5 separate regions of the Mus musculus genome follow, and regions 2, 3, 4 and 5 are each linked to region 1. Evidence: chromatin contacts called from public Hi-C, HiChIP or PLAC-seq and promoter capture Hi-C data. All regions are on one chromosome and are shown on one strand. Each heading gives the region's core, a stretch centred on a gene start, on an enhancer-like site or on the middle of the called end of the contact. The rest is flanking DNA. Distances are from core to core; before and after follow the strand shown. Region 1 holds the start of Smcr8 (Smith-Magenis syndrome chromosome region, candidate 8 homolog (human)). Region 2 holds the start of H2aw (H2A.W histone). Region 3 holds the start of Ttc19 (tetratricopeptide repeat domain 19). Region 4 holds the start of Akap10 (A kinase (PRKA) anchor protein 10). Region 5 holds the start of Ulk2 (unc-51 like kinase 2).

The links. Promoter capture Hi-C pulls out the DNA fragments that hold promoters and counts their contacts. A called contact is a pair of places that touch in the nucleus more often than the background predicts. HiChIP or PLAC-seq counts read pairs in DNA pulled down with a chosen protein or histone mark.
Region 2: an H3K27ac HiChIP or PLAC-seq map of bone marrow-derived dendritic cells shows a contact between it and region 1, with 14 times the contacts expected there. The contact joins the promoter of H2aw here to the promoter of Smcr8 in region 1. A contact is called at or near these places in 2 of 39 promoter capture datasets (embryonic stem cells and hippocampal neurons), 1 of 484 Hi-C or Micro-C datasets (B cells) and 1 of 115 datasets of contacts at active chromatin or transcription factors (bone marrow-derived dendritic cells).
Region 3: a contact with region 1 is called in a Hi-C map of CD8 T cells, with 5 times the contacts expected there. The contact joins the promoter of Ttc19 here to the promoter of Smcr8 in region 1. A contact is called at or near these places in 2 of 39 promoter capture datasets (cranial neural crest and liver) and 1 of 484 Hi-C or Micro-C datasets (CD8 T cells).
Region 4: a promoter capture Hi-C map of pre-B cells shows a contact between it and region 1, with 2.2 times the contacts expected there. The contact joins the promoter of Akap10 here to the promoter of Smcr8 in region 1. A contact is called at or near these places in 2 of 39 promoter capture datasets (liver and pre-B cells) and 1 of 484 Hi-C or Micro-C datasets (B cells).
Region 5: an H3K27ac HiChIP or PLAC-seq map of microglia shows a contact between it and region 1, with 7 times the contacts expected there. The contact joins the promoter of Ulk2 here to the promoter of Smcr8 in region 1. A contact is called at or near these places in 3 of 39 promoter capture datasets (the 3T3-L1 cell line and liver), 3 of 115 datasets of contacts at active chromatin or transcription factors (bone marrow-derived dendritic cells, large pre-B cells and microglia) and 1 of 9 other capture datasets (liver).

Annotation. Positions count from the first base shown.
Region 1 is chr11:60,775,731-60,779,123 of GRCm38.p6, reverse strand. It overlaps Smcr8 (Smith-Magenis syndrome chromosome region, candidate 8 homolog (human)), which reads right to left and starts at 1,599. Exons shown (of 2, transcript NM_001085440.1): 1 at 1-1,599. The coding sequence starts at 1,096. It overlaps Top3a (topoisomerase (DNA) III alpha), which reads left to right and starts at 1,759. Exons shown (of 19, transcript NM_009410.3): 1 at 1,759-2,202. The coding sequence starts at 2,023.
Region 2 is chr11:58,952,775-58,956,167 of GRCm38.p6, reverse strand. It overlaps H2aw (H2A.W histone), which reads right to left and starts at 1,483. Exons shown (of 1, transcript NM_178218.4): 1 at 976-1,483. The coding sequence starts at 1,430. The coding sequence ends at 1,038. It also overlaps the pseudogene H2bu1-ps and a transcript of Trim17 not described here.
Region 3 is chr11:62,279,747-62,283,139 of GRCm38.p6, reverse strand. Ttc19 (tetratricopeptide repeat domain 19) reads right to left here and starts at 1,667. Exons shown (of 10, transcript NM_028360.2): 1 at 1,447-1,667; 2 at 1,252-1,355. The coding sequence starts at 1,627. Zswim7 (zinc finger SWIM-type containing 7) reads left to right here and starts at 1,745. Exons shown (of 5, transcript NM_027198.1): 1 at 1,745-1,883. The coding sequence starts at 1,808.
Region 4 is chr11:61,928,636-61,932,028 of GRCm38.p6, reverse strand. Akap10 (A kinase (PRKA) anchor protein 10) reads left to right here and starts at 1,772. Exons shown (of 15, transcript NM_019921.3): 1 at 1,772-2,040. The coding sequence starts at 1,953.
Region 5 is chr11:61,853,537-61,856,929 of GRCm38.p6, reverse strand. It overlaps Ulk2 (unc-51 like kinase 2), which reads left to right and starts at 1,838. Exons shown (of 27, transcript NM_013881.4): 1 at 1,838-2,443. The coding sequence starts at 2,354.

The DNA.
Region 1 (3,393 bases), core at 350-2,849:
GCTGTTGTTTTCGAAGCACTCTGTCAATCTGACTGGTCAGGAGGTAGCACAGGTCTCCTCTGAACATGTGTTCAATGTGGCTAAGCTGGGCCAGGGTCTGAGTGAAATACTCAGTGTCACAGAGTTCCTCCAAGGTCTTCAACTTCTTGTCAAAACACTTGGTGGACTTTGCTTTGATGAGTTTGGGGGTGTAAGCCGGTCTGCAGGTATAAAGGTCTGCATTAGCGGACTCCTCAGGATTAGAGGTAGTGGATACCTGGTCAGCCTGATCCTGGGTATGCTCTGTATCACCAGGCTGCAAGTCAGGGATCTTCGTCTTCTGACGAGGGTATGAGCGGATCTGCCTCAGCAAATCTTGATGTTCGATGATGGACTTCTCCACATTGGCCAGTTCATTGGCTTTCTCAATCGCCTGAGAAGAATAAAAACCCTTGTCGTTGGCTTTCTTCTGGATCTCGGTTTCTGTGTGTAGCACTGTCCTTGTGTAATCCAAGTCTTTCAGCTTTTTTTCAAGTTCCCCAGCGAATGCCTTCCTGTTGCCCATCTTCAAGCACTCAGATGCTTTGGAAAATTCGGCCGAGAGCTCTTGGAACTGCTGCATGATTTTATGCTGGTCTGCGGAGATATAAGCCATACAAAAGGGCCTCACAAAGCCCCTGGCCTCCAGGTCGTACAAGGTGAGGTGGTGCACATATGCAAAGGCCCCTTCCTTAGAGTCTCCCAGTACCACTTTAGAGTCTTCCACAAAGTTCAACTTGGGGTAGGCAGAACCGGGAGGATGGCCTACGAATGAAGCCTGGTAATCCACCGACATAATCCGCAAAGAGAAGTAATTAAGATCAAAAGTGCCAAAAACTTTGGTGTCATTGGGGATGGTAAGCAAGGGCTGGGGTCCCACCTGCTCAGAGAACTCGGAAATGAGGATGAAGTCCCTGGAGAACTTGGCCCCAGACAGTTTAGACCAGGGGTTTGCCCCCTGGCTGGCATAAGGAAAGAGAGGGACTGAGTACTCCTCAGGCAAAGCGGGCTCATTGTAAGGTTCTTCCTCGTATTCATCTTCCTTGGTGAAGGCCACCACATCAGGGGCGCTGATCATATTTCCTGAAATATGGCAAGCACATTGAGAGGAAATGGAAAATAATGTAGGGTTGGTCGGAGGGAGAGTCAGGCCTCTGGATGCGAAAACGAAGTTCTTGCGGCCTTCTTTGCACTTCCGGGGATCCTAAACTGCCCTGTCACACAACGAAGAACTCGAATTGCCGCAGACTCTCAAGGTTTGGGACCTGTGATGCCCTGGGCAAGCCTCATGAACTCCAAAGCTGCAGGTCCAGATGACGGAGGCTGGCCATTCTCCAGCGTTTGCCCGGGCCGGCGCAAGGTTCCTGAAGCTAGGTCACCAGCACTCCCCGGAACCTACCGGCGACATCAACAGTCCCAGCTCTGATCGTGTCATTAATCCTCGCCACGGGCTACCGCAGAATCAGTCAAATGAGTCTCCCCACGACCTAAGGGCAGAAACTGTCGCCGCTCCTAGGACCGTACTGTCCCAGGGAAGCTACCGCGGCACCGCCATCTTGGTATCACATGACTCCCCAGCATCAGCGTCGCGTGACCCGGAAACGCCCACACAGACTTCCAAGTTAGTGGCGCCTTTTAAGAGGCCCTGCCAATCAGATCTTCCAGAGGACAAGTCCCGTTAACTACCCATTGTCATAAAGAAAAGGAAAGTAGAATACAGTGGGGTGGAAGGGAGGAGGAGAAACGGTGTTGGAGGAACGTGCACAGGGCATGAGGCATTCTGGGAGTTGTAGTTCAAGGCTGCTTAGTGGCGCAGTGGGCGGAAGTTGTCTGTGAGCGCGAGTTTAAGCGAGACTCGGACGTGTGGGTTTCTGATCGAGGCGGCAGTTGCCTGGAAAAACTGCATTTATTAAGGTGGCTCTCACAGTTCCTCGTGGCTTTTCCTCTGGGTTCTCCAGCATGCACGGGCACCCGTGGAGTTGCTGCTGGAGCAGGACCTAGGGAATGATCTTCCCGGTCACCCTCTTAGCGTTTCAGTGGCACCGACGGCCTGGAGGCCGTGCCCTGTCCCGCGCTGCCATGGAAGTGGCCTTCCGAGGAGTGCGAAAAGTTCTCTGCGTGGCGGAGAAAAACGACGCTGCCAAGGGGATCGCCGACTTGCTGTCCAACGGGCGTATGAGGCGGGTAAGAAGCACTTGGGTTCTGCTTCCCTGAGGAACGCCCACAAAGTCCGACAGCGCGTTGGGTACCGGGAGCCCGGGCGAAAGCGACTCCGCCTATTTTGCGAGAGGCCCCTCCCGGCCGCCCTCACTTCTCGGTTTCTCCCTAGCCTTCAGGCTTTTTGTAAATGTAAAACCTTTTCACGCTTTTGATAGACCTTTGCTCGCCGGATCTGTCTGCTCGGCTCACATACCAGTGGAGCATTGCTCTCCCTTCTTTGGGTCTGGAGTGTGAGAACACGTGTATTTTAAAACTCTTCCTTGGTCAATCACAAGTTCAGTAGTATTGGAAAGCGGTAACCAACTCCTTTATCTTGGCGTTCAAGCCTTACTTATGGAATCCTGTCCCTGCCTTCTGCAGACCCTGTGACTAGGGTGGTGGCACCCTAGGGGTAACACTTAGGTTTAGGAACTAGAGAAGTCAATTACTACTCCTATAGACTGATTCTAAGATACACGAAAGATAGGATTGTCTCCTGACAAAACGGAGGTGAGAAGGGTAAAACCCCAAGGACTGTTGCGTTATCATTCAGCTGGAGGCCCTTCCTAGGAGCTGTTCCCTTTTCTTTGCAAACAGTTGGATCTCCAGACCTCTGCCTCCAGTTTTAAAATACCCGGAAGGGGGAGCCAAGGTTAGGTGGGCGCTGGCCCCTAACTACTTCACCTCTTAAAAATGTCTTTGAGTAATAATTTTTTCTTTTCTGTTTTGGAGACAGGGGTCTCACGATGTAGCCCTGGCTGTCCTGGAACTTGCTAAGTAGATCAGGCTGGCCTTGAACAATGGAGATCTGTTTGCCTCTGTCTTCTAAGTACTGGGGTTACAGACTGACATTCAGCCTAACTACTGCTTAGATCTCTCTCTCTTTTATTTTTTAATGTCTATGGGTGTTTTCCCTACATGTATGCCTGTGTATCAGACACATGCCCACCGAGGCCAGAAAGGGTATCAGATCTGGTTGTGAGCCACTATGTGAGATATGGGAATCGAACCTAAGTACTCTGAAAGAGCAGCAAGTGCTCTTAACTATTGAGTCATCTCTCCAGCCCCTTAAATGTCTTTTTTTAAGGAGCGCCCCCTGCCCCCCATACACGCACACACTTGGCCGGGGATTCTTTTCTCCCTCTCCCCCACCCCCTCTCTTTCTCTCGATGGCTA
Region 2 (3,393 bases), core at 234-2,733, 1.8 Mb after region 1:
TATTTTATGAGCAGCTCTGTAGTTACAGACGGTGTCTGAGGAGCCCAGGCTTGAACAGATCCAGTTTCAGTACAGTCTATATAAATTATATAATAAACATTATATAACTGTCTTCGTGGCCTGTATTGTTAAATTTTAAATAGTGTACAGCAGTTAACAGGGAAGAGGCCCAATTCTGTGCCATTTAAAACGATTTAAAGGTAACTCATTTAACCCCCTCCTCTCCCTTTCCCAACCACGCTCCTGATTTACCTGTAACTCAACCATTCGTCATGCTGCTTAAAGAAGTCACAATCATCTATAAAAGCATGTCCTTAGTATGATGCTGCTTTAAACTTTATGACAAAGGACACTGCTGTACTCTCACACCTAGTTTAACCAGAACCTGACAAATCACTTTGCTCCCCAAGGTTAAGCTACTTAAGTGGATCCGATTAACCAGTTCCAAAGGCCTGCAGGACCACCATGCTCATCTGTAATCCTACCACTAAGCAGGCTGAAGCAGCCTAGAGACCGGCTCCCCACCCCCACAAAGGAAACCAGCAAAACTCCAAAGTTGTAAATCGCCTTGTAACAGAACATTTATATAAACAAGTAGATTTGAAATACCAAGTCTCCCCTCAGAAACCTTTGAAAACCCCGTCCTAACTGGAAGACTTGAACATGTCAATTTAACCCAGTTTCAATAGAAACACTAGCATCTAAACCAGAACCTTATACTAATTTCTATTATTAAGTATCCCCTTAATGTCCAAACACGAACGTTAACTGCAACCTTGTGTCTGACACGGAGTGGTGGGGAGAAACTCGAACGCCTCCAACGGCCCGCAGGCCACCCGCAGATGAAGCCGTTGGTCTCCCTTGAGCTCCCCAAGCGCCGCACAGGGATGCAGGAATGCACGGAAGGAGTCAGGAGAACTGGCCTGGCCAGTAACTGGCGACAGGCTCAGTGTACAGCGCTTTCTAATGAGGTTGTGGGTGGCTCTGAAAAGAGCCTTTGGTGTCTGTAAAAGTCGCACTAACGACCGGTAGGGGCCTCACTTGCCCTTGGCCTTGTGGTGGCTCTCGGTCTTCTTGGGCAGTAGCACGGCCTGGATGTTGGGCAGGACGCCGCCCTGCGCGATGGTCACGCGGCCCAGCAGCTTGTTGAGCTCCTCGTCGTTGCGGATGGCCAACTGCAGGTGGCGCGGGATGATTCGCGTCTTCTTATTGTCGCGGGCCGCATTACCAGCCAATTCCAGGATCTCAGCAGTCAGATATTCTAGCACAGCCGCCAGGTACACCGGGGCACCAGCGCCGACCCGCTCCGAATAATTACCCTTACGGAGAAGGCGGTGCACACGGCCCACTGGAAACTGCAGGCCGGCACGGGAAGAACGAGACTTCGCTTTTGCACGAGCTTTGCCGCCCTGCTTGCCACGACCAGACATCTTCCACTGATAACCAAAAGTACGCAAAAACAGAAAAGAAACCTAGCGAAAACGAATTCGTAAGCGCCAGCAAGCTCTTATATATGATCAGGAGGGAGGCTAGACTGCACCTTCCTATTGGATGCCAACAAGAACCAATCAGAAAAGAACGCGGAGCCTTCCTAATTTGCATATGCCTTACCCCGCGATGACGTAATGTAAAATTGTATTCAATCAAAGGGAGTGATGCCTGATCCTTCATTTGAATGCAAGGCATACAAATATTCTTGCTACAGGGGCGTCCGCGTTTCCGTAGTACAACTAGACATTATGCCTGATCCATCCAAATCAGCTCCAGCCCCCAAGAAAGGCTCCAAAAAGGCGGTCACCAAGGCGCAGAAAAAGGATGGCAAGAAACGCAAACGGGGCCGCAAGGAGAGCTACTCCATCTACGTGTACAAGGTGCTGAAGCAGGTGCATCCGGACACCGGCATCTCGTCTAAGGCCATGGGCATCATGAACTCGTTCGTCAATGACATCTTCGAGCGCATCGCCAGCGAGGCCTCCCGCCTGGCGCATTACAACAAGCGCTCGACCATCACGTCCCGCGAGGTGCAGACAGCCGTGCGCCTGCTGCTGCCCGGGGAGCTGGCCAAGCATGCTGTGTCCGAGGGCACCAAGGCAGTCACCAAATACACCAGCTCCAAGTGAGGCGCGGCGAGGGTGCCCTCAATTCAAAGGCTCTTTTCAGAGCCACCCATACAGTCGTTAAAAGGGTCTTGAACACAGTGCGGGCCACTGACGATTGCCACGCGCCCGAGGCGTTCCCTGACACTGGGTGCGGCCAAGTCCGATTTTTGAGCGAGAAATGTGGGGGTATGGCTGCTTTGCCCTTCCTAAGCGTAGAGTGTGAACGACAGCTGCAGGAGCAGGCAAGGGGCGTGAGTCCTCTCCCCAAGCCTGAAGTTTCGGTGGGCGAGGTCACAGTGAGGTGGTATTCTGGATGTGGGCCCCCTTGGTGGCCTCTGAATCTGTGTTCCCTTTAGCACCCTTTCCATCCTTTTCTGGAATAGAGAGGCGTCTTTAGCCCCTGAAAACTATTCTGACATTATATCATGTCAATAAACCCTGCACTAGCAGTATGCTGGAAACGGGGCGGGGGGAGGGGCGGCACACCGCAAAGCCTGTGTGCAGGAGCTAGGATGTAATTAGCCTGAGCTGCCAGCAAGCAGTTTCAGTGGTTAGGGGATGGGAGGTGGGAAAGAGTTCCGTTGTTTTGAGCAAGAGTTGTTCCCCTAAAGCTGCATAATTTTCTGTGAAGCATTAGTAAAAGAATAATCCACACTCAGCATTTATTTGGAGAACGTCATTAAAAATTTTTTTATTAGATATTTTCTTTATTTACATTTCAAATCCTATCTCCCTTTCTGGTTTCCCCTCCGAAAACACCCTATTTCCTCCTCCTTCCCCTGCTCACCAACCCACCCACTCCTGCCTGCTTCCTGGCCCTGGCATTCCCCTACACTGGGGAGAATGTCATTTTTATGGAGAACGTTTGGGCAGGGAATTTTACCTGTGGAAAGATCACCACTTTCCTTGGTTTGGCTTTTATTTATGAAAAGAGGATTCGTGATAATTATTTGAGTTGTTACGAGACATATTGAGAATCCTATAGTCACCAGCAGGGAATACTACGTACATTTTATTTTTTTACCAAGTTGTCAAAGGGAGCCCCTCTCATCTGGACTCAGGCATTTGACATTTGGCATTTGAGGGGAGGCTATCTCTGCTTGAACTTCCTACAGTAGCTGTGCCACCTTCTGCTTTCCAGCTTGGTCCACAGAAAAGGGTTTTTGATAGCATCATGTGTTTTAAAGTTAGCATCTGAAGCATTTTTATCTGAAGTTCAAGTAACTGCAAAGATACAAATGACAAACCAGGAATTTTTTTAAAAATCATTTTTTTAAAACCATTCTTGAAAATA
Region 3 (3,393 bases), core at 418-2,917, 1.5 Mb before region 1:
CAAGAGGAATCTGGAACGTGTTCAAGAGAATGAGAGTAAAACTGAGGTAAAGTGACTAAGGAGTTAACCATGTAACGAAATGGACAGAAGAATGACCCCAAAAGACAGGGGTGAAAAGAATGGATCTTCAGAAGACATTCGAGGACGGAGAGGTGGACAGAGGGTCCTGAATCACATCTCTTGCCACAGGAGGATGAGACGCTGGCTTAGATCACTTCCAGCCCTGCAGCCTCTGACAGGGGGTTTGTGTTTTCTCACAGGTACAGGGAGAAGTCACTCAGCTGTCAAACAAGAAAGCACTACTACAATCTGATTTACATTTTCAAACCATCACTCAGGTTGCTACACGGAGAAAGGACTGCGGTTGGGGCAAGAGAACAGGACCTGTGTGAGGAAAACTGGGGGAAAAGAGGGAATGGAAAAAGAGGGCAGGCGATTTGAGAAGTGTTCTGGATTTGATGGCAACTGTGTTTACTGCTGTAACTGGGAATTATCAACAACACACTTTAAGAACAATTATGATTATTTTCTGTTTTTTTTTTTTTTTTTCTCCTCTTTTTTGAGACAGGGTTTCTCTGTGTAACAGAATCCTGGCTGTCCTGGACTTGCTTTGTAGAGCAAGCTGGTTTCAAACACAGGGGTCCGCCTGAGGAACCACTATGATTTTTTAGGCTTAATTTTTTAGGTGATAGAGAGAACACTGTTAAAGCCATATTTGGGGGGAAGGAATTTAAGAAAAAGTGCTTAGTCCCGGGCATGCTAAATCTGAGAGATAGCTGTGGCCTTGCAATAGAGACAGCATGTCAATGACACACTGCAGTCTGAACACAAATCTGGACGTTGTTGGCATTAAGTCGATATTGAACCCGTAGGAAGAGATGAAATAAACCTGGAGGGGGGAAAAAAAGGATGTGGAGAAACAGATTTAGACGCAAACCAATAGGCATAAACGATACTAAATTGCATTTTCGGGGCGTCATTCATAGTCTATGAACAAAATGTCATTCGGCTTGGAGGTTAGCTGATTAAAGCCACCCTCGCAAAACATCCTCAATCAATACGTTTGGACAAAATAAATAAATAAATAAAGGAAATGTGAGGGTCTCCACCTGCACTCACAACTGCAGCGATTCTGCTGCAGGATTCGCTCTGGACCAGTCTGGATGGATCCCAACCTTCCACCCAGGGCCAATCCATCCAGGCCTCGGGAAACCGGAGCAGAGAGCGCGCGCGCCCGGTCGAGCCCCTCACCTTGGCTTGCTTCAGCAGCTGGATGATCTCGGCCTCCGCCTCGTCTGACGCGTCCTCTCCCGGCTGCTCGGCCGTCGCCGCGGGTCGCGAGAACCAGGCGAGAGCTGCGAGAAGCGGCTCAGAGGTCACCGGGACCGGCCCGTGCCCGCGTCCCCGCCCCCGCCGGGCCGGCCCCGCCCGGAGCGCACCGCTCACCTGCCAACAGCGGCAGCACCCCGTGCCCCCGCGCCGGCGCGCCTCGGGTCCGCAGCCGCTCCGCGCCCGTCCCCGCGTCGCCCGTCCGCTCCGGCAGCAGGCGCGCCGTACAACCCCCACACCGCCGGCCCGCGGCCCGCAGCAGGGTTCGACCCAGACGCCAGCGAAGCAACCGGAACATGCCGACGGGTCCTCCCTCAGAGATCCACTAAGCCACGGCTGGCCCGGGACGCCCCGCCAGTCCGCATGCGCGATGACGCATGCTGACGTCACGCCGTCTCGTCCCGCCCCGCCCCGCCCCCGGCCTGCAGGGCGCGTGAAGTTCGCAGCGCCCGGGAGGAGAGAAGACGGGCGGCGTGCCATGGCGGTCGCGCTCCCGGAGGTGGTGGAAGAGCTCCTGAGCGAGATGGCCGCCGCTGTGCGAGACAGCGCGAGAAGTACGGCCTGCGGGCTTTTATTCTTACCCCGCATGGTTATGTCCCTGAAGCCTGGGCCCCTTAAATCGCTTAACTAAATAGAGGGATTTGAGTGACTAGACGTCAGATCCCTGAGTGCGAGCCGGTGTGCGGGAACCCCGGTACTTAAAGAGAGCCACTGGGTACATCCAAGGAGTGGGCGAGGGCTGGGATGCGGAATGGCAGATGCGTAGACAATTTCGAGTTACTCAGAATCTTTATCCACAATCCGTGATGCAAAGTTTAAAAATAATACCCTTGTTTACTACTTTGTTTAGTAAATAGATTTTACTAAAAAACATTCAGGGAGGCAAAACCTTTAAAAAAAAATCGGGAAGTTGAAAATTACTTCTTCCCTCTGGCCTGTAGAGGTCGCCCTATGCCTGTCTCCAACAAAATGACCGACCAAGGATGATCTTTGCTTACTCACCAGAGTAGGAGGATCTACCAAAAGGGGAAAACTAGTAATGAGGATCTACTATGCAGCTCGGCTGGTAAAGAGGCTTGCCTGGCATGTAGAGAGCTGCCGTGGATTCCCCACCACCGCACAAGACTGGGCACATGGCTGTAGTCTCCGCACTTGGGAAGTGGAGACAAAAAAAAAAAAAAAAAAAAAAAAAAGAAAGAAAGAAAAAGGGAAAGTTTAAGGTCAACCTCAGCTACATAATGCTAGGCCAGACTGGGCTGCTGGAGACTTTATCTCAAAAAACTGGAGGTGGGGTGGGGGGTGCTTTTGAAGTGTAGACTAATTAAAGCACTCTCCCCAAAAATAGCCTCTCTAAATGATAGCCAAATTAGAGCACAAAACTCCTATTGTTCATTGATTGTGCTCTGTGAACTGGTTTGAGTTACTGCTTCAATGGGACTAGAAAAGTAAACGAATAGTCTCATTTTGGTCTTTTACGTAAAAGATTCAGCCAACCAGGTATTCAAACATGCTTTGACTTCAAAGAAGTTGTGGGGTGTTAGTCTGTTGTGAGGTCTTGCTTCCAGGATTTGACCACAGATGTTCTGAGATGCTGGAACGAGATGAGTTTTACAGAACAGGGCTGTTGGTTAATCCATATGCCAGTAACTGAAGGGGCCCCCTTACACAGGAGCAGACTCTCAATTCCTGTTTATTTTTCAGTAGAGCAGTTTTCAGTATTGGGTCTGGGTATTCCTTTCTAATCCCCAATCTTCCTTGGTAACCGTGCAGAATATAAGTCCAGGTTGCATGTATATGATTTTGACCATATAGAAGCTATGATTTCCTTTCCTGGGTAACTTGGTTCCCCTGAATTATAACCATCTCGGCTTTCTAAGCTTGTTTAGTTTTCTACATATGTATTTTTACTTGAACTTGAAATTTTATGCCACTATCACAGGTCTCCACTCAAAATGTTAAGGTAAAAAAGACATTTTATCAGTTACATTTTCATAAAGGAATCTGCGAAGAGCCTGCCGACTTCCCTAGTATGGACTGGCTGCTGTCCGGTTGGGCTGCTGCTGT
Region 4 (3,393 bases), core at 523-3,022, 1.2 Mb before region 1:
CTCCTCCTTTTCTGACCATGAGCAATAGGGTAGCAGACTACCTGTAACTTTTTTAGAGTTCTGTGACAAGCCTGCACCAGCCACCAGCTAGGGGGCCTATTGCTTTCTTCTTATCTGTAAATGGACTGTAACAATCTATTTCTCACAGAGAATAAAAGCAACTCCAGAATCTCTGGTAGGGGGGGCTCAAAGAATAAACCTCATTGGAAATTGAGTTGAAAAACACTTCCTCAACACTGATTTATGTTTATTTAGCCTGAGAGAATGAGTAAGGATTCTAGAAATCCTAATGGAGCCAGAGCCCTCCCCTCAACCCCATTGACTTTTTGCTCATTTAAGGGATTTTTCTCACTCATTCGTCTGGTGTTCCTCCTGCCCTGATCAGCTAACCAATAGTTAACAAATACAAAACAGTCTCTGCCAAGACTGGAACTCCAGAAGGGAAAGGCAAAGGAATAATGTAAGACACACCACCCATTCTGCCTAAGAACAGAGTAGATACTCTAACTGTGGATCCTTTGCAAGTGTTGTCTGTGCTCCTAATTGCTAAGCCATCGTTCAACGCCTTGTTTTGTTTTTATCTGTTTGAGACACAGTCTCACCTTGGCCTAAAATTCCCTAAGTAAATCAAGCTGACCTGGGACTCAGTGATCCACTGGCTTCTTTCTGCCTTCCAAGTGTGTTAAAGGCTTTCACCACCAGAGCACCTCCCCTGGCTTGCCTTAATATTCTTAGGCAAGGAAAGGTTTTCAAGGGTGGGCAGTGGGTGGGAATAGGGGAGGGGTATGCCCAGAGTGTAATATTCATTTCCAAATCATCTCAGACCTCCACACCATTACCTCACATGGGGCAACCACAGCCCTGCTCTCCTTTTCAGTTCCTGCCCAGCGTGACCTTGAAAGCTGGCCTAGTTTCCTCCATACCAAGAGCAAGTTTAAAGACTGTTACTAACCTGGAGGGTTTAGTATGGTATCTGTGCACGATGTTATAAATAAGTTTAGCTATGATGGTTTTTCATCATTTAGCAAACAGGCTTGGAAACAAAACTAGCAAACTTATTAACCTGCTCTAATAATATGGTTAAGACTCCAGGCTTTACTTAGTTCCTGTTTTAACACACCGAATAATCAGGCAAGTTGCCGCTTCTGCACTTGTTTTTCCTTCTGTCTCAGGTAGACTTTGCTGATCCAACATAAAAATCAGCAACTGTGTGCATCACGAGTTCCTGGTTCGCTTTTGACAGTAGTTGTAGCTATAGTGGCCATCCATCCAGGGCGCTAAAGGTGGGTAAGCTTTAAGAAAGCCAGAAGATTTATAGGAAGGTGGCTTTCGAATAAGAACGGAAGAAATAGCCCTCTGTTGAGGCTCAGGTTGCTGGCTCTTTCTGTTTTGAGCATCTGTAGGGATTTCATCTGAAAATGAGCCTACCACTCTTTTTCTCCTTCCTTCCTGAGGTCACTTTGAGGGAGGGAGCTTCGGGAGCTACATAAGAGCAGCTCCTCGTCCTGCAGGCTCGCCTGCATCCCCCGGGGACCTGGCAGGGTAAAGCTGCCAAGCAGCCTGCGGCATTTAGCAAGATTCCGCGAAAAGGCTGCGCAGCAGTGCTGGCGGGGGCTTCCCGAAGAGGAGGAGGTTCAGCAAAGAGACGCTGTCATCCGAAGCCTCCAGGGGGAAGGGCTCGCGGACTCGAGGACGCCAGGTCACGTGGGCTGAGCGGGCGCGCGCCCCGGCCCCGCGGGAGGAGGTGCGCAGGAGGAGGCGGGGCCGGGGCCTCCCGTGAAGCCCCGCGCGCGGACGGACCGGAACTCTAAGCGGGTGGCTTGTTGATAACATGGCGGCAGCAGCTGCCGGGGCATCCCGAGGTGGCGGCAGCGCCCACACCCGGAAGAAGGGGCTGTTTTCGGACTAGTGCAGCGGCTCCTGCGGCCCCGGAAGTCCCGGCCAGCTGCTGAATGAGGGGAGCCGGGCCCTCCCCGCGACACTCCCCCCGCGCCCTCCGCCCCGACCCGGGCCCCGCCATGTCCTTCTTCCGGCGGAAAGGTAGCCGAGGGGTCGCCGGCGGGGGGTGAGCCGGGTCTCGGGCAGCGGTGGGGCAGCAAACCTGCAAGGGTTTTGTCAGGGCGGCCGCGAGGCTCTCGATGAGCCGCTCGGCCTCGGCGCCGACACCCGCGGTGCAGTGTGCTGCCCGGGACTCCGCAGGGAAGAAGGTGGCCTCCTCAAGCGAGGTCGAGGGGCATTGTCGCTTTGGGCCAAAAGTGTCTGCTTAAACCCATAGAAATTAACACCTGTTGGCTAAAGAAAAGGTTTTCCTGGTGTGTTTGGTTTCTGGAGGTTTGTATGTGTGTGTGATCCACGCGCGCACTGTGGATGAAGATCAAGGAAATCCCTTTACTTATAGGAAGTCTTGACTTTTCCGAATATTGGGGGGGGGGGGTTATACCTAAAACCACGTGCAACTGTTATTTCTTCAACTAGCGCTATTTTCTAGTTTCCTCTTTTGGGGGCGGGGGTGGAGAGCGGAAGGGGGCCCACTGTTATTCCTAAAATAAAATTTCTTACTACTGAAGTTCCGTATTCAGAAGACTACTGCTTTTGATGATTGAGCAACTTTACTAATTATTGAGACCGTTGCTGCTACTATAAACGAACTACTTAGATTTCGGATGTCCAGTTGTAAAAGCTTACTTAGTTTTTAAAGTAGAGGCAAGGTGATTTTGATCCTGGAAAGGGTTATGGTATTTCATTAAATATACATACACAAATTGATCAATCAAATCTCTTTAGGTGGAGGTGGTTGTATCTCTTCATTCTTACTGAGAAGATGTATCAGACAGACTTTTTTTTTTTTAAACATAACACCAAATCAGACTTGTATTCACGTGATAGCTTTTTCATAAACTCTGTAACCCGAAACAGCCGGTTAACCCACTTTTTTTCCAGCTGAGAATCAGATGATTCCTAAAGGCCTCATAGGACTGAGGCTGTCTGTTGATGCTAGGTGAGGGAATGAATGAAACTGGTAAATAATAGGAAGCTTTATCAGTAAAGTGTCTTAATATCTCTGGAGTTGTTAATGTACCTAGGTTGACAGTGTTGTGGTGCTTGTTTTTTAAGGGGGGGAATGCATTCTAAGTATGGGACTAATTCAAGTTGAACAACAGACTTCTGTCTGTTCATTTAACACACACTGTCGAGTGTCCAGTCTGCCAGACACTGTCTTAGGGTGTCATGAAATAGTTATATGGACGTAGTCTCTGTACCTATGAAACTCATTGATGCTGAAGGCAGGCAATAAATAAGGCCAAAAAAAAAAGTGTGTATATACTTACAAATTGAATGATGTGTAATGAAAGACTAATTTATGAAGAAAAACCTATTTTGGTTGGATGTTAG
Region 5 (3,393 bases), core at 589-3,088, 1.1 Mb before region 1:
ATCTAGGAGAGAAAAAAAATATTCCAGCTGGCCTAGGCCCCCTCACTACTTCCTGGATCTCATCTTAGGATGCTTTGTGCCACTTCTGTGGACTAGAACTAAAAAAAGAAAAAAAGGGGGGGGGCTGGAAAGATGGCTCAGCAGTTAAGAGCACTCACTGACTGTTCTTCCAGAGGTCCTGAGTTCAAATCCCAGCAAACACATGGTGGTTTACAACCATCCATAATGAGATCTGACACCCTCTTCTGGTGGGTCTGAAGACAGTTACAGTGTACTTAGATATAATAATAAATACATCTTTTAAAAACTTTTTGTTTTCTAGTGTTTGGTGTTTGTTTGTTTGTTTGTTTGTTTGGTATTTCAAGACAAGATTTTTCTGTGCTTAAGAAAACAATTTTTACTTTACTGCTATGGTTTGGATGGTTTGAATGTGTTCCTCAAAGTTTCCTGTGGTGGATGCTTGGTCCTCCGTGTGGCAAGAAGTAAGTTGAATTGAGAGACTGTGATACGGGTTCTTTCAAAAGTGAGTTGTTATACAGTCGTAACACTGGTCCCTTCTCAGTCTCTGGTTTCTTTGCCCTGTGATCTCTTTCTGTCCCATAGTCCCTTGTGAAGCCTTTTTTCATGAGCTCCTTGTCAGAGCTGGTGCTTTGCTGTTTGGGGTGTCAGCCTCCAAAACTGTGAGCTGCATAAATCTCATTTCTTTATAAGGTGCCAAGCCTGGGGCATTTTGTTCTAGCAATGGAAAATGGACTTACTGAGTCTGTGGTATTCTTTTTTTAGGAAAAGAAAATGGACTAGAGACATTGCTTTCAGATTCCTGACCTGTCTCAAAGCTGAAGGTTTTTAGGGCTTCTACCTGTTTGTCAAGATGAGTTCCAGAGGGCTGGCTGGAGATACGGCTCAGTGGTTAAGAGCACTGGCTAGTCTTCCAGAGGACTCAGGTTTGATTCCTAGTACCTACATTGTGGCTCATAGCTATCTGTAATTGCAGTTTCAGATCGACACCCTGGTCTGGCCTCTGCAGGCACTAGGTGCACTCGTGGTGCACATATATGCAGGCAAAACACCCATACACATAAAAGTAAAATCAGAGGGGGGAGGGGAGGAGGAGGAAGAAGAGAGGAGAGAGAGACAGAGACAGAGAGGGAGAGGTGAGAGAAGTGAGAGAGGTGAGAGGAGTTGTTTCAGGGGCAGGCGATGAAATTGACAGCAACATCCCCAAACCTGAACACACACTTAGGTATGGGGTCACACATATTGTTTACCATGGCTTTGTAATGCTTTCTTGAGCAAAAGTTGACTATCATTTTTCACCTAAACAATCCGAGGAAAAAAAAAAGCCCGAGGCAAACTGGTAGTTGACTGGTGTGATGAAGCGCCTCCTTAGAAAGGAGGTTCTGAGCCTCCCTCAGAAGTCTAGAGACCCCCAGAAGGCGCAGGTTCCAGTCAGACCCTATCCCTTAGGTGGGTTGTCTAGCAGTTTGCGGTCTGGATTTGAAAGGCAGCTCCCGGAGTTTTTGTCTCCAGTGTCTGCACCGCCTCAGCGACTCCCGGGGCCGGAGTTCAAGATCCGCCTCTTAGAGGGTGGCTTCAGGTCAGGGCGTGGCGGGCTCTAGCTAGCCGCGGGCGCCGAGCCGAGCGGAGCCGAGCCCGCCGCCCGTTCCTAAGCAGCCGCGGCCTCCTCCCCACACCCCTGCTCGCCAACTCGCTCCAGTGACTGCAGACTCGCCCCGGTGCCTGGCGCCGCGTCCCGGGGTGCGCACTCCTTTTCTCGGCGGAGGGAGCAGGACTGGGGCGCATCGTCCTACAAGACGCGCTGACGTCGCACAGGGCCGGTAGTCGGCGCGGAGCGGCCGGCGCGCGCGCGTGCGTTGGGCGCTCCCGCGAAGCAGGCAGAAGCCGCCACCGCGGCTGTGCGGGTTCCAGGGCGGCGGCCGCTACACAGCAGCGCCGCGGGCGCAACAAGCGGAGGCAGCCGCACCTGCGGGGATGGCGCGGCCCCGGCCCTGCACCGCTGTCAGGCGCGCGGGTAGCTCCGGGTACGCCCAGTGACGGCGGCGGTGCCCTCGGCCGGGCAGTGCCCAGGCCGCTTGGCTAGAGCCCCGCGGCCGACGGCGGCCCGGGCCATGAGAAGCGACCGGGCCCAGGCCTCGCTGACCCCGGCTCCGCGCGGCGGCCCGTCCCGTTTCCGCTCCGGCCTCTCGGCATGAGTGTCCATCCGGGCCCGGGGCCGTGGCTGCCCCTGTCCCGCCGCCCGCGGGCGTGCTTGGGGCCCTCGGGCCCGCGGTGCTGATCCCGGTTCTCCGCCACGCCTGCCCACCCTAGCGCTCTATGTCCCGGGGGCGCGGCCATGGAGGTGGTGGGCGACTTCGAGTACTGCAAGCGGGACCTCGTGGGACACGGGGCCTTCGCTGTGGTCTTCCGGGGGCGGCACCGCCAGGTGAGCGCCGCCGGCCCGTTGTCTGGTGCGAAACTGGGGAGCCAGCGCCCCGGTCCTGGCCGCTGGGCAGGGCTCCCCGGGCCTGCCTGCCTTTGTGCTTGCTGTCACTGTCGCAGGGTTTGTTTTGGAGGCCAGAGCCGCTAGGCTGAGCTCCACCTACCGACGGGCGCAGAGCCACTGATGTTCTTCCCTGACAGTGTGCTGGGTAACCGAGGTGCGCCCGGGGACTTGCTGCTCAGAGAAGCCACTGGTCCCGAAGCGACTAGGACTCCAGTGTTTGCACAGTGTAATGTGCTTGTCCATACTATGGGTCGGTGGACCTTTGTCCCTTCTCCCTGCCCCGGGCTTTCCGGAGCTTGTCACCTTTACCGTGGATAATTGCACACCCAGCGGAAAACGGGCGCGTTTCCCGTTAGTCTGAAGCTTTCTCAGACTATCACGTTCCTCTGTGTCTGGGGGAGCTTTGTAGTATCCCTCCCCTTTTTGAGTTAGAGGAAATAAGTGACAAAGGTAGTTGGACCCTAACCTAATAATACAACGTAGATGCAAGTTCAAACCTCAGTTGTTTGGGTTTTTTTTTTTGTTGTTTCTTTGTTTTTTCCAAGCCACTGTTTCGCAAATAGGTCACACGAGGTTATAGAATCTAAAGAATTTGAGAAGGCACATTGAGACTGGAAGTAATTAAAAAAAAAAAAAAAAGCTTTGGTTATTCTGTTTGTTTCAAGAGTGCCTATTAAAAAGGTACTGTCGTCTATGTCTTATTCATTATGAAATAACTTAAAAGTCAAGGAAAAAAAATAAGAGCAGTGTAATCCAGCCAGGATAACTTCATTAAACTCTATCACTTCCCAAGTTTATTTATCCATAACTCCTATGTGACTGTAAACTTTTTTCAACTGATCCTATATGGTCTTTGTATTTACAACTTTTAATGACTAGTGCTGTAGGAC